2 separate regions of the Canis lupus genome follow, and region 1 is linked to region 2. The links are chromatin contacts, called in public Hi-C maps. All regions are on one chromosome and are shown on one strand. The core of a region is the stretch at or near the end of the contact, and the rest is flanking DNA. Distances in the headings are between cores, read along the strand shown. Region 1 holds the start of OVGP1 (oviduct-specific glycoprotein). Region 2 holds the start of LOC119877201 (collagen alpha-1(I) chain-like).

The links. A called contact is a pair of places that touch in the nucleus more often than the background predicts.
Region 1: a Hi-C map of blood shows a contact between it and region 2, with 3 times the contacts expected there. The contact joins the promoter of OVGP1 here to the promoter of LOC119877201 in region 2. A contact is called at or near these places in 2 of 9 Hi-C or Micro-C datasets (both in blood).

What each region holds. Positions count from the first base shown.
Region 1 is chr17:64,718,022-64,724,134 of UU_Cfam_GSD_1.0, reverse strand. OVGP1 (oviduct-specific glycoprotein) reads right to left here and starts at 4,786. Exons shown (of 16, transcript XM_038562387.1): 1 at 4,760-4,786; 2 at 3,185-3,300. It also overlaps the pseudogene LOC119874797.
Region 2 is chr17:64,553,044-64,559,042 of UU_Cfam_GSD_1.0, reverse strand. It overlaps LOC119877201 (collagen alpha-1(I) chain-like), which reads right to left and starts at 1,269. Exons shown (of 5, transcript XM_038562424.1): 1 at 923-1,269; 2 at 226-792; 3 at 1-135. The coding sequence starts at 975. The region is part of intron 1 of RAP1A (ras-related protein Rap-1A); the gene reads left to right.

The sequences.
Region 1 (6,113 bases), core at 3,537-6,036, 160 kb before region 2:
ACACTTGGCGGGATGAGCACTGGGTGTTATGCTATATGTTGGCAAATTGAACTCCAATAAAAAAAATTAAAAAGAAAGACTACTTAGGAGCTACTTTCAAAATGAGATAGACACTTACGTTCAGATATTAAAACACCTCTAAGATACATAGTTAATTGGAAAAAACAATGTATAGGAGTATACTGTGATTTGTGTTAATAATAAAGAGCTATTCAAATGACAGATGGAGATAGGCTTTTGCTTGTATACGTTTAGAATATTTCTGGAGGAACAATGAAAAAGTATTCTGGAACAGTAACAGTGGTTGCCTCCTCAGAGGCACACCTGATAACTGCAAGTTCCGTTTGTGAGAGAGACAAACTGTCCTCTATAATGTACCTTGTACCCTTTGAATTTTTTTTTTGCCATCAACACTTACTATTCTAAATAAATTGAACTTAGAAACAAAACAAAAAAACAAAGTTCTCTTTCTTAAAATTGAACTAAGAAGCTGCTGCCAGTCTGCCAGTGCCCCTTTCCTACCTCCTCTTTCACATTCCCCTCCTCCCAGTTTTAGAAGGGATATGCACTTCTCACCCACCCATCTCACCATGGTACAAAGCCCAGGTGTCCAAAACCCTAAGGTATTTTTTTTTAAGATTTATTTATTTATTTATGATAGACACAGAGAGAGAGAGAGGCAGAGACACAGGAGGAGGGAGAAGCAGGCTCCATGCCGGGAGCCCGACGCCGGACTTGATCCCGGGACTCCAGGATCACGCCCTGGGCCAAAGGCAGGCGCTAAACTGCTGAGCCACCCAGGGATCCCTCCAAAACCCTAAGGTATTAAACAAAAGGGGCTTTTCCCTGAAAGCCAAAGAGCATCTGGGTAAAATTCAGTGCAGAGGCTGGCCCTGTTTCATCCTACCACAAACCACAACACACCACAAACAACTAGAGAATTCTGGGATTCTATTTCTGCCTAACAATGAAAATTTTGAAAACTATGACAGATGGTTATCCTGAGGACGCATCTGACAAATTTAACTGAACTTAAAAATGAAGTCAGACATTTTCTGATAGAAAGTTGAGTCTAGGGATGCCTGGGTGGCTCAGTGGTTGAGCGTCTGCCTTCGGCTGAGAGTGTGACCCTGGGGTCCAGGGATCGAGTCCCAGATCAGCCTCCCCACAGGGAGCCTGCTTCTCCCTCTGCCTGTGTCTCTGCCTCTCCCTGTGTGTCTCTCATGAATAAATAAAATCTTAAAAAAAAAAAAAAGAAAAGATAAAAGAAAGTCGAGTCTAACTTGGCCAGCTGGCTTAACAATGCAGGTTGGTTTTTAGCCAGTTAGGTTATTTGGTTGACATTTTGCATAGATTAAAGGAGCTTAAACTGCAAATCCAAAATTTTGACAAACGTGTGCTTGAAACCAGTGCACTATATGGGCAGAAAGTACCTCCTTTGCAATTATTTAAACTTAGATGCCAATTTAAAAATGTGGTACAGGGTAGTTTTTAAAAAAATTTTCAGGAGGGCTACATGCCAAAAACTTTGAAGATCACTGCTCTATTATGCTTAGAGGCTGTGGAAACCACCTGAAGGTATTTACCAGACTACCAGAGATAGTCTGAATATGACTCTAACCAAGACCGAAGGATGTAATCAAACCACCTTTCATAGTTCTTTCCTAGCCCTAGAATCGATAGAAAGCCAACACAATGAAAAGGAATTGACCACTCACTTGAAAGCAAAGTTCAAAGACAAGAACCATGGGAAAATATAAAAGATAAATAAGTGGTTCTTCTGCCCTCAAGGGATTTACAATTCAGGGGGCGGGGGGGGGGGGAGTAAGACAGGGAGTAAGACAGAAATACAAAGAACTGATGAAATATGGTGAATGGAAGAAGTGCTGAAGGAGTTAGTGCAGACCAGGAAAATCCCTCATAGGGCAGCCTGGGTGGCTCAGCAGTTTAGCGCCACCTTCAGCCCAGGGCCTGATCCTGGAGACCCTGGATGGAGTCCCACATAGGGCTCCCTGCATGGAGCCTGCTTCTCCCTCTGCCTGTGTCTCTGCCTGTCTCTCTCTCTCTCTCTCTCTCTGTCTCTCATGAATAAATAAATAAAATCTTAAAAAAAAAATCCCTCATAGACCTAAGAAACAAAAGACATCAGTGTTTTAACACTGACTATTTGTTAAATCCTGGACTCTGAAGGTCTGGGATATGTATGAGTTTCTGTTTTTTTGCTTTGGCACATATGTGAATCATTCACTTTGCAATTAGAATTGGCAGGGAATGGCACTTAGACATTGAGGGAACCAGGTAATCACCCGGCACCTACATCTCTTAACCACACACACATTAATGCTCTAGGCATCATCTTCATGAAGAATGACTCCCAGAATAAAGTCAGCTGCTACTACTGTTAATGAAAGAGAGTAAAAAAAAAAAAAAAAAAAAAAAAAGATTTTTTTAAAGTAACATTAATAGAAAGTGATGATTCTCACCAGAAAAACAGAAACCTTATGGAAGTGAATATTCAAAAGTGCAAGATACACAAGTTTCAGAGTGTATACTTGGAGAATGCCAAGGCTCCACTGTGACTGGGTTTAATTAGGGCAGTTATATTTACAGGGCAAGTAACAGAAGGGCTCGAATGCTATTACAAGAAAATGAGATATTAAACCACAAGCCACGGAAATCATGAAAGGTGAGGGACTACAGATGGAGAGATGAGGTGAGTGCCACTATCAGTGTGAAGTAAAACTTGGAAGCAAAAGGGAGCATCAGAAATGGAAAGGGAGGATCACTGACCAAGTGGAAAAAGATGCCAAAGAACTTGGGAACCCACTGATAGTGAGGAAGCAGGAGGGGTGGAAAAGGCCTGTGAGGTGGAGTCTCATGTGGCTAAAGGATGGGGAGGCCAGTACTAGAAACAGGAAAAACACATGTGTTCCAACAAGAACTTCCTTTAACTGACATGTCCTATGTCATTGCCTACTGGGCTTCTGCAAAGGCCTATTCACAATGTATTGCAATATCTCTAAGGAAATGTTATAGACATGTCATAATAAATCATAATAAATCACTGCATTCTTACAGTAAGCCCAACTTTACTGGGTGAGGCTAATAGGATAGTAAAAACACCCAAAGGATGTGTAAAATGCAGGAGCAATCAGCACAAGGACCCACCAGAAGTCTTTGCTACCTGCGTGCCAGAGCTCAGGACACTGACTGTAGACATGATGTCATCATGCTCATACTTGCAGAACTCGCTGACAATGAGTGTCTGGTTCTTGTCCAGCTCCCACAACTCAACAGCACCTGTTGGGAGTGGGGAGAAGGTTGAGGGAAATGAGTGTGGATTACACCAAGATAGTAATTCACTTTCAGGATTCAAGTGAGTCCACTGTCACTAAACTAATAAAATAAGCTATCACTATAAAAGCAAAAGCAAAATCCACTATCACAAGAGGATTCAGCTAATTTCCAAGTCACCTGGCTTTATGCAGGCATTACTGTTTTCTTAATAACAGTCCAGACAATTAGGCAAGGAAAGTTTCTAGAAAGACAGGAAAAGATGGAATGGCTGGCAAAATCCATTATCTGGCTTCCAGTAAGAAGACACTAGAGATTAAGTTCCAGGAGACATGGAAAAAGTGTCAACAATCTGTGTAGCACACAATCCAGTGTGGTCAAATCTTCCCAATTGGTTGGACATTAGTATTTGTTGAACAATTTGAATAAACACCTTACAGCTTCTTTAAAAATACTGTAAATAACTGACTGTCTTGCACAGTGACAGGTTAAGTACAGAGAGCCCCCCCCCAAAAGTTATCTTGAATATGTAGTGCTCAAGCTGAATTGTCAAAGGCTCAGTCTTTAATGCCCACTTTTATCCTTCCATGCAATGCCTGCCAATCCCCAAATTCTGATTTTTTAGTTCCAAGGACTCCACTGCTGAATTTGACTTTCAAAGCAAACAAAGCAGAAGGAAGACAGTTAGAGAGAAGAAAACAGGAGGAAATAGAGACAGCACAGACTGGCTTAAGCATCATCTTTAAGATCAAGATTATCCTTAGTCTGGGTTGAGGGGGGGGGGGATATGGGAAGGTTGCCGGGAAGAAAAATGGTTCTGATCCATTTCTTGTTTTTTTTTTTTTTATAAAGTTATTTTTTATTGGTGCTCAATTTGCCAACATACAGAATAACACCCAGTGCTCATCCCGTCAAGTGCCCCCCTCAGTGCCCGTCACCCAGTCACCCCACTCCCCTGCCCTCCTCCCCTTCTACCACCCCTAGTTCGTTTCCCAGAGTTAGAGTCTCTCCTGTTCTGTCTCCCTTTCTGATATTTCCCACTCATTTTTTCTCCTTTCCCTTTTATTCCCTTTCACTAATTTTTATATTCCCCAAATGAATGAGACCATATAATGTGTGTCCTTCTCGGATTGACTGACTTCACTCAGCATCATACCCTCCAGTTCCATCCACGTCGAGGCAAATGATGGGTATTTGTCGTTTCTAATGGTGAGTAATATTCCACTGTATACACAGACCACATCTTCTTTATCCATTCCTGACCCATTTCTTAATTTTGTTAGAAATTCCCACGAGGCAATTCAGAATCTCCGAAAAGCATTTTCCTGCTACACAAGATCTCTCCTTCAGACCAACACCCCGAAGCTCCCCCTAGCATTGAAGATGGGACATTAAAGATTGAGCCCGGTCCGCCCCACGTCCCATCCTTCATTCCACCTGTGGGGTTGAGGAGACAGGGACTCACCTGAGTCGGACGCCACTAGGATACCTGTCCCCAACCCAGGGCGGCCGGCCACTCCGGCCTCTGTCTGCACAGCGGAGCAGAAGCCTTCGTTGGGGGCGGCACAGGGGTCCTTGAAGAGCCAGAGCGAGCCAGCCCAGCAGCGGGCACTCAGGCTGCAGGCCCCAAGCAGGAGCGCCCCGTGGACGGGAAGCACCAGCGGCCAGCGCGGGAGCAGAGAGCAGGCTCGTCTCCATGGTGACCGCACAGCGGCTCGCGGCCGCGTCGGGATCTGAGCTCAAGGACCCGGCGCAGGGGTGGGGACTGAACTAAGGGACGCGAGCCAGGGGGCGGGGCGGGGCGGGGCGGGCTGGAAAGGGCATCGCCCCCAGCCCAGGTGAGGGGGCCCCCGGGCCCGGGACCTCGGCTCCCCGGGCCGACACTGCGCAGCCTCTAACTGCGGTGCCAAACGAGCGGGTTCCACTCGCGGGGGGCGCTGGGGGGGGCGGGGCTCCCTGCCGCATCTCCACGGCTCCAGCTCCAACCTGGACGCAAACTGGGCGCGCGCCCGAGACTCGGCTCCCGGAGCCCCCGCGTGGTACCCTCCGGGCCTCCGCTCCTTCCCACAGGCTCCGGCCACTCTGTGTCTCGCGAGAACTGCTTCTACGGTTCCGTGGCGCGGTCGGCAGCGCCCTCTGGCAAAAGGTTCATCCCGCGCCATGCCTAGTATCGCGAGAAAAAAATTCGAGGCAAAGGTAATGGACGGAGGGCGCCATGCTTTCCTCTCGCGAGACTTGTGAGGGCGCCATGCTTTCCTCTCGCGAGACTTGTGAGCGGCAGTCTTCCTGCGGCCCCCGAGGGAGTACCTGGTCCAGGTGTCAGTGACGCCGACGCTGCTGCGGGGGGCCTCGTTGACCTTGCTGTTCCGGGCGGTGCTTTCAGCGGCCGCCGCGGTGGGTGAGAGGCCTACACCCTGGTCCGAGCTGTCAGAGTGATTGCAAAGGAGCGCGTCTAGGGTTGTCGGCAGGGGTGGGAGTAACGGGGGTGCATAAAGGTGCAGCGAGACTTGGGCCTGACCGGGGTATGCATCCCCCGCCCCCCCCCGCAAGGGTAGCGCGGGGGCCTCGGGGCGCAGGGAGGGCGCACGCCCTTAGTGGGCGGGGGACGGTCAGATTTCACCTTGACCTTGCTGACCTGTGCCTTGTTTACCTGCAGCCCCCTGTCTGAAGAATCCAGTTCTTGGTCCAGGGTAAGTGAGAAGGACGTCACGCTTGGTCCTTGTTTTATCACCTCCCTTCACTTCTCCGTAACCCCTTCTTAGCTTTACGCCCGAAATCACCCTTTGTTGGGTAATTTTGAAAGGCCTAAAGCTTCATTC
Region 2 (5,999 bases), core at 20-2,519:
CCCGGGGGCCTGGCCGGCGGGAGGGGCGGAGGGAGGGCGGAGGGCGGAGGGGCGGGAGCTCCGGAGGCCCCGCCGCCGCCGCCAGGGCCGGAGCCGGCCACGCCCGCGGACCGAGCCGGTGCGCCGTGGCTGGGCCTGCGGGAGGCGGGCGGGAGGGGCCGGGGCCGGGCGCGCGAGAGAAAGAGGACATTGTGTCCCCCGCGCTCCAGCCCCGCGAGGTGTCACGGCCCGAGCCCGCTCGCCCCCGCGCCGTCGCTCGCCACTTGCTGCCCGAGGGCCGCGGAGCCCCGCACGCCGCTGCGCCTTCCCCGCTCCTTGCATGTCGCCGGGCCCGGCACGGAGCTTCCCCGCGACCCAGCCCTCCGCTCGGGGCGCGCGACGGGGTCCGAAGGCCGGCGGACCCGGTGCCTCCTCGCTCCGCCGGGGCAGGGCGGGGGGCGGGGGGCGGGAGGCGGGAGGCGGGAGCGCCGGCCTCCCTTTCCTGCCTTTATTCCGCGGTGCCGAGGGCGGGCATCTCCACGGCCACTCCGCGTCCCGGCCCCGCTCCCGCCCTCTCTCCTCGCGTCCCCGGAGCCCGAGCCCGAGCCCGAGCCCGAGCCTGCCCGCGGGGCGTTCGCCTGGTCGGCGTCGCTCTTCCCGGATCCACGCTCCGCCCCTGAACTCTGCTGGGGAGGAGGCCGGCCACCGCGGGACTCCAGCCTCCCTTCGGCCCGGGGCCCGGGGGCTGGGGGGAGCGTGGCTTGTCCCCCCGGGAAGTCAGGGGCCGTGTCCTCTGCCGGGCCGCGTGGTTCCCTGCGACGGGGAGACGGGGAGGGGAAGACGCTGGCGCCCGAGCAGTGGGACCTCCTCGCGGGGCTGAGCACCAGGGCTCTGGGCGACCTTCTGACCCCTCGGGAAGGAGAACCGACGTGGAGTCACCTACTCCTTGCTGGGGGGGAACACGGTGTCGTCATTGCCCTGAAGGAAGGAGGGCATCGGAGAGAAAAGGGATCACGGCAGGACGTCCCTGGGCCTCACAGGTGGCCGCGGCCTTCTGCCTCCCGGGTCCGGGGTGATGATTCTTTCTGTTTCCATCGTAGTAGGAGTCAAGCAGCTGCTCCTAGTTTTAAGGTAGGGCGCCTGCCTTCAAAAGCACGCTGCAGGGCAGTCTCAAGGGATGCTGCTGGAAACAGGATTCGGAAACTTTCTTCTGGTTTCCTGTCAATGTGTGGAGGCGGGCACGCATGTGTAGTTTTTCTTTCCTTTTGATGTCATTGGTATCTGCAGTACTTTGACATAATAAGCACTAAGTCAGCACCTTCCCCCCCCCCAGCTTTTCTCGGTCTTTATTATGATTCCTTATACCGCTTTCTGTTCTGAGACTGTATTTGCATTGGGTGCAGTTATTTATTTATTTAGCCAGTCTGGTGTCTCACTGAACCTTGTTTCCTTGGTATTTTCAACCGTGTACTGCAGAGTATGGTTCAGTGTAAGCTAGTGAGGATCACACAGTGTCTGGCACAGTGCAGGCACTCGGAATTTTATGGGTGGGTTGAATGATTACAAGGAGGTGTCTAGGTAGGATATATTTTCTGTTCGTTGGAAGGTAGCTTATGTTAGGATAGTACACTTCCAGTGTGAAACAGTAATTCTTAACCTTTTCTAGGCCACTGACACCTTTGAGATTATGATGAAATATATAGATTTTCTCTCCAGGAAAAAAAAAAAAAAGTTAACAGACGTTCATGCATGACATTTTGCATTCAGTTTCAGGTTCCCTCCGAAACCAAGCATAGATATCCGTCTCAAAGGAAAACTGGAATCCCCGAGTGTTATTCAATTCCATATTAAAACTGTTCAAAAGCCTTTGTTCACTTTCCGTGTGGCCTCAAGGGTGGCAGTGTCTGTCGGTACTTACAGACCAAACTTTGGGTCTTTAGGAATAAGATTTAAGAGTAATTGTTACTACAATTGTATGAAGAAGAGTTGTCATTAATAACTACTACCAGTCAGTTTTGAGCTAATACACTAATGGCTTCCAAGGAAATAAGATTGCTGTGGTCACTTTTGGCAGCCTAAAATCATAATCACAACTGACTTAAATTTTTATTGTACAAACTCCTTAGTAACGTGATCAACACTTAAATGTTCGCAAATCAAATTATTCATTTTTCCTGTTCTCTTCCGAGCTTGTTTAAATGCACGGTTTTTCATGTAGTTAATAATTATTATACCAGCATTTAATATCACTTCAACAACTGCTTTTTGAATGCCTGTTGTGTGAATAAAATCAAGTTCTTGTTGTCATGGAGCTTATATTTTAATCAGAAGAGATGGGCCATAACCAAATAAATGTAGACTATATTACATGATAAGAGCCATGCAGAAGAGTCAATTAGGGTGAGGGAAAGAGAGAAGCAGTGGCAGGGATGGCATGAGACTGGAGCAGAGACCCAAAGGAAGTGAGTTAGATGTGCTCTCTTGGGGAAGAAAGTTGTAGGCAGAGGGGACTGCAAGTGCAAAGCCCCCCCCCCCCCCCCTCAGTGTACTTGGCCTTTTGAGAACAACTAGGAATACAGCAAGAGGGAGTGAGGGAGCATTAGGTTAGAGAAGTAACAGCCTTGTAGGTCATGGTAAAAACTTCAGATTTTACTTTTTTTTTTTTTTTAAGATTTTATTTGTGAGAGAGAGAGAGAGAGAGAGAGAGACAGGCAGAGGGAGAAGCAGGCTCCATGCAGGGAGCCTGATGCAGGAATCGCCCCGGGGCTCCAGGATCACGCCCTGGGCCAAAGGCAGGTGCTAAACCGCTCAGCCACCCAGGGATCCCGGATTTTACTTTAAATGAGATGAGCAATCAACTATTGGAGGGTTTCAAGTAAAAGAGTTTGTGGGAATCCTTCTGGCTGCTGTGTGGAAATCAACTTGGTGGGAATTGGCCAGGGCAAGAGTATAAGCAGGAAGACCAGTTAGGAGGTTTAATCTTTATTTTAAGCCTTTTTCAGAGGTTGCAAAAATACTCCATCTACGCGTTACCGATTGTTGGGCATGTAGATAGTTTCACTTTACTAAAATTATGATGAAATGAACACTTTGTATATGTAGCATTTTCTTTCTTTCTTTTGGAATTTTTTCTTGGGATGATTTCCAGAAGAAGAACTGAATCAAAGTATATGAATTTACTTGTCTTCTTGATGTATCCTGTGAATTACTTTAAAAAATATGTTGTACTAGTTAAAGGGATAGCCACAGTTGTTGATCTTCAGTGTTATGGTAGTGTTACTTGCATTGAGTATTATTATTTAATACTTGAAAAAAATCATTTGAGTTATAAAAGAAGATCTTTTAGTTAGGTTGAATTTTCAAAGAGCTTGAATTTAAAGTTCATATCATAATTTACCTCTCCAACATTTAACAACAGAGTGCTAATTGTTGGTGATACAGAAATGAATTAGGGTATTTGTCCTCAGGGAGTTTTACATTCTGTCATGATTCAGAATCTAATAGTTAAATAACTTAAAAGTCTTGCCAAAGTTTACTACCATCCGTGAACTTTGTTATTATATGACTGATCTTTTATATAAAATACACATTCCAGTCGAGCATCTAATTTTTCATATTGGCAATTCCTGTTTTTTTTTTTTTTAACACAAAGGGATTTTTATTTTTTTAAAAGATTTTATTTATTTATTCACGAGAGACCGAGAGAGAAGGAGAGACAGAGAAACAGGCAGAGGGAGAAGCAGGCTCCATGCTGGGAGGAGCCTCACGTGGGACTCCATCGGGGTCTCCAGGATCATGCCATGGGCTGAAGGCGGCGCTAAACCTCTGAGCCACCTGGGCTGCCCATAAAGGGATTTTTAAATGATATCTGCAATTTGTTTAATTTCTGTTATGTGTGTCTTTAGAATCTTAAAACTGACAGCCCCATGTTTTGTTCTTTGCAATAAATTATGCAACTAGTACTTAGTTGAATTTTTAGACAGTTGTAATTCTTTATAGCTTTCAAAACACAGAGATTATTGTTTTGTTAAATAAGGTTAGCATTGCATCTTTGACATTTTATTTAGTTTATAAGGAAGAATGATACCAGTCGGTTTTTTTTTTTTTTTTTTTGTTTGTTTTTTTTTTTACCAGTCGGTTTTGATAGAAATTTTACCACTGTGAGAGCACTGCTCAGCATTTCTAGTTCTGAAATCTAGATGGCTTGATTTGGCATGAGCAGGCAACTCCACCATCTCTAAAGTGAGTGAGTTGAATAATTGAGTTACCTGCAAGCAGCTAGCACTGTGTCTGACACATGCTAGGGATCCAACAGATGTTCATTGAACTTCAAATAACCTCTAAGTTCCCAGTTCTAAAATTCTCTTATTTTAGAAGTTCAATTTAAAAATTTGTATAAAGTGTTTATATATTAATGTTGTGGTGAGTTTAAAATTGTGAACATAGTCTTACTTCCTCCTGATGTTCCTTTTCAGATTAAACTCATCAATTTTAAAAAGAGTTACGGCGTATTTCCAAGTATTTTCTGTTCATTCTGATGTCATATATTGCTGCATGACTTAATGCCAAATTCACATCTTATGGAAGTGATTAGTGTTAAATATATTTAAGCTTTCTTATGTTATTGAAATGAGCACCCATTCTCCCCACTCCCTTTTTCTGTGCATGAAATTTGGGGATTACAAGTGGTAGTTTTTATGTGCTTTACAGTTTTTCATGTACAGAGGTAATATTGGCCCTTTCAGCTTATGAATTTTTGTTACAGTGGTTATGGTGACTGAATGAATCACTCACTCTTCACAGTCCCCTTCTCACAGTTTTGAGATGAGTGGTTAAGAGGCCAGTTTGTTTCAAAGTTAAATGATCCAGAAGAGTATTGAACCTATAAGCTTAGTTTCTTATGACATACTGATCAGCAAAGCAGTTTAACAGAGAAGCTATGCCATGTTCTCGTTTCCGCTTGAAAATAGGTCTTTTAGATGTGGAAGGTACATGACCGCACCAATAAGAAAAGGAAATTGTGTGTGATGATTAAGGTGGAGTTGAAATAAGAAATAGTGTACTTTTATAAGTGGTCTAAATAATAATCATTTAAATATAATTTTCAGAAGTATATGATATGTACATGAAAGATTAAATGTGTTTTATGAAATTAACCTCAACCAGGGACAAGTCAATGGCTTTTTTTTTAAAGGTACTGATGACTTATTTAAGCTAATTCCAGATAAATCTGGGAAAAAAAATTTCTTTGCATACCCAGCTATCTCTAGCCTGTGTAGTTCACATTGCTAGAGATTGGTTCAAAGTGTGGAATGGTAAAGTCAACCAATTTTGAAATTAAATATGTAACCTGGTGTTTGGTTTCAGAATATATTTAAGTTAGTCCATATTTCATAAGAATAGGAATATACTAAACTATACATTGTAACTGGTAAAAGATACTGTTGGATTAATTAAAGCTTAGTTACTTTGAATTTACAAGTTTGTATACCTTTAACATTCATGGTTTTTGCAGTGCTATGTTATACACATGTATTCTGGTTGTAAGAAATAACTTTGCTCAGGATAGAATTGTGGTTTAGTTATCAACCACAAAAGTGTAAAAGTAAAAGAGGCACAAAGAACTGGATGCAGTTGTTTCTTTGAACAAATCCCAGATGCAGCTTGTAAGATTCTAAGTTAGAAGTACGAAATTATCTCCTTTTGCGGACTGAATATTTCAGATCACTCAGACGTATAATCTAAAGAGTAAATTTATTTACTATGTTTTCAATGATATTTAAAAATTTGTTCATAAACAGGATCATTCTGTTCTAGACAAGTTGGCTGTATTATAGAACATTACACAAGCAACCATAACTTAATTATTTTGCAGTTGAAATTTAACATTAATCTTTGGATTTTATGTAGTTTTCAGTGTCTAGTCCAAATCTTTGATGTCTTTTGATGTACCTTTTCCATTCCATTGAATGCATGTAAAAATGTTGCATGATTTTATTAATAGATTTCTGATTCAGTCA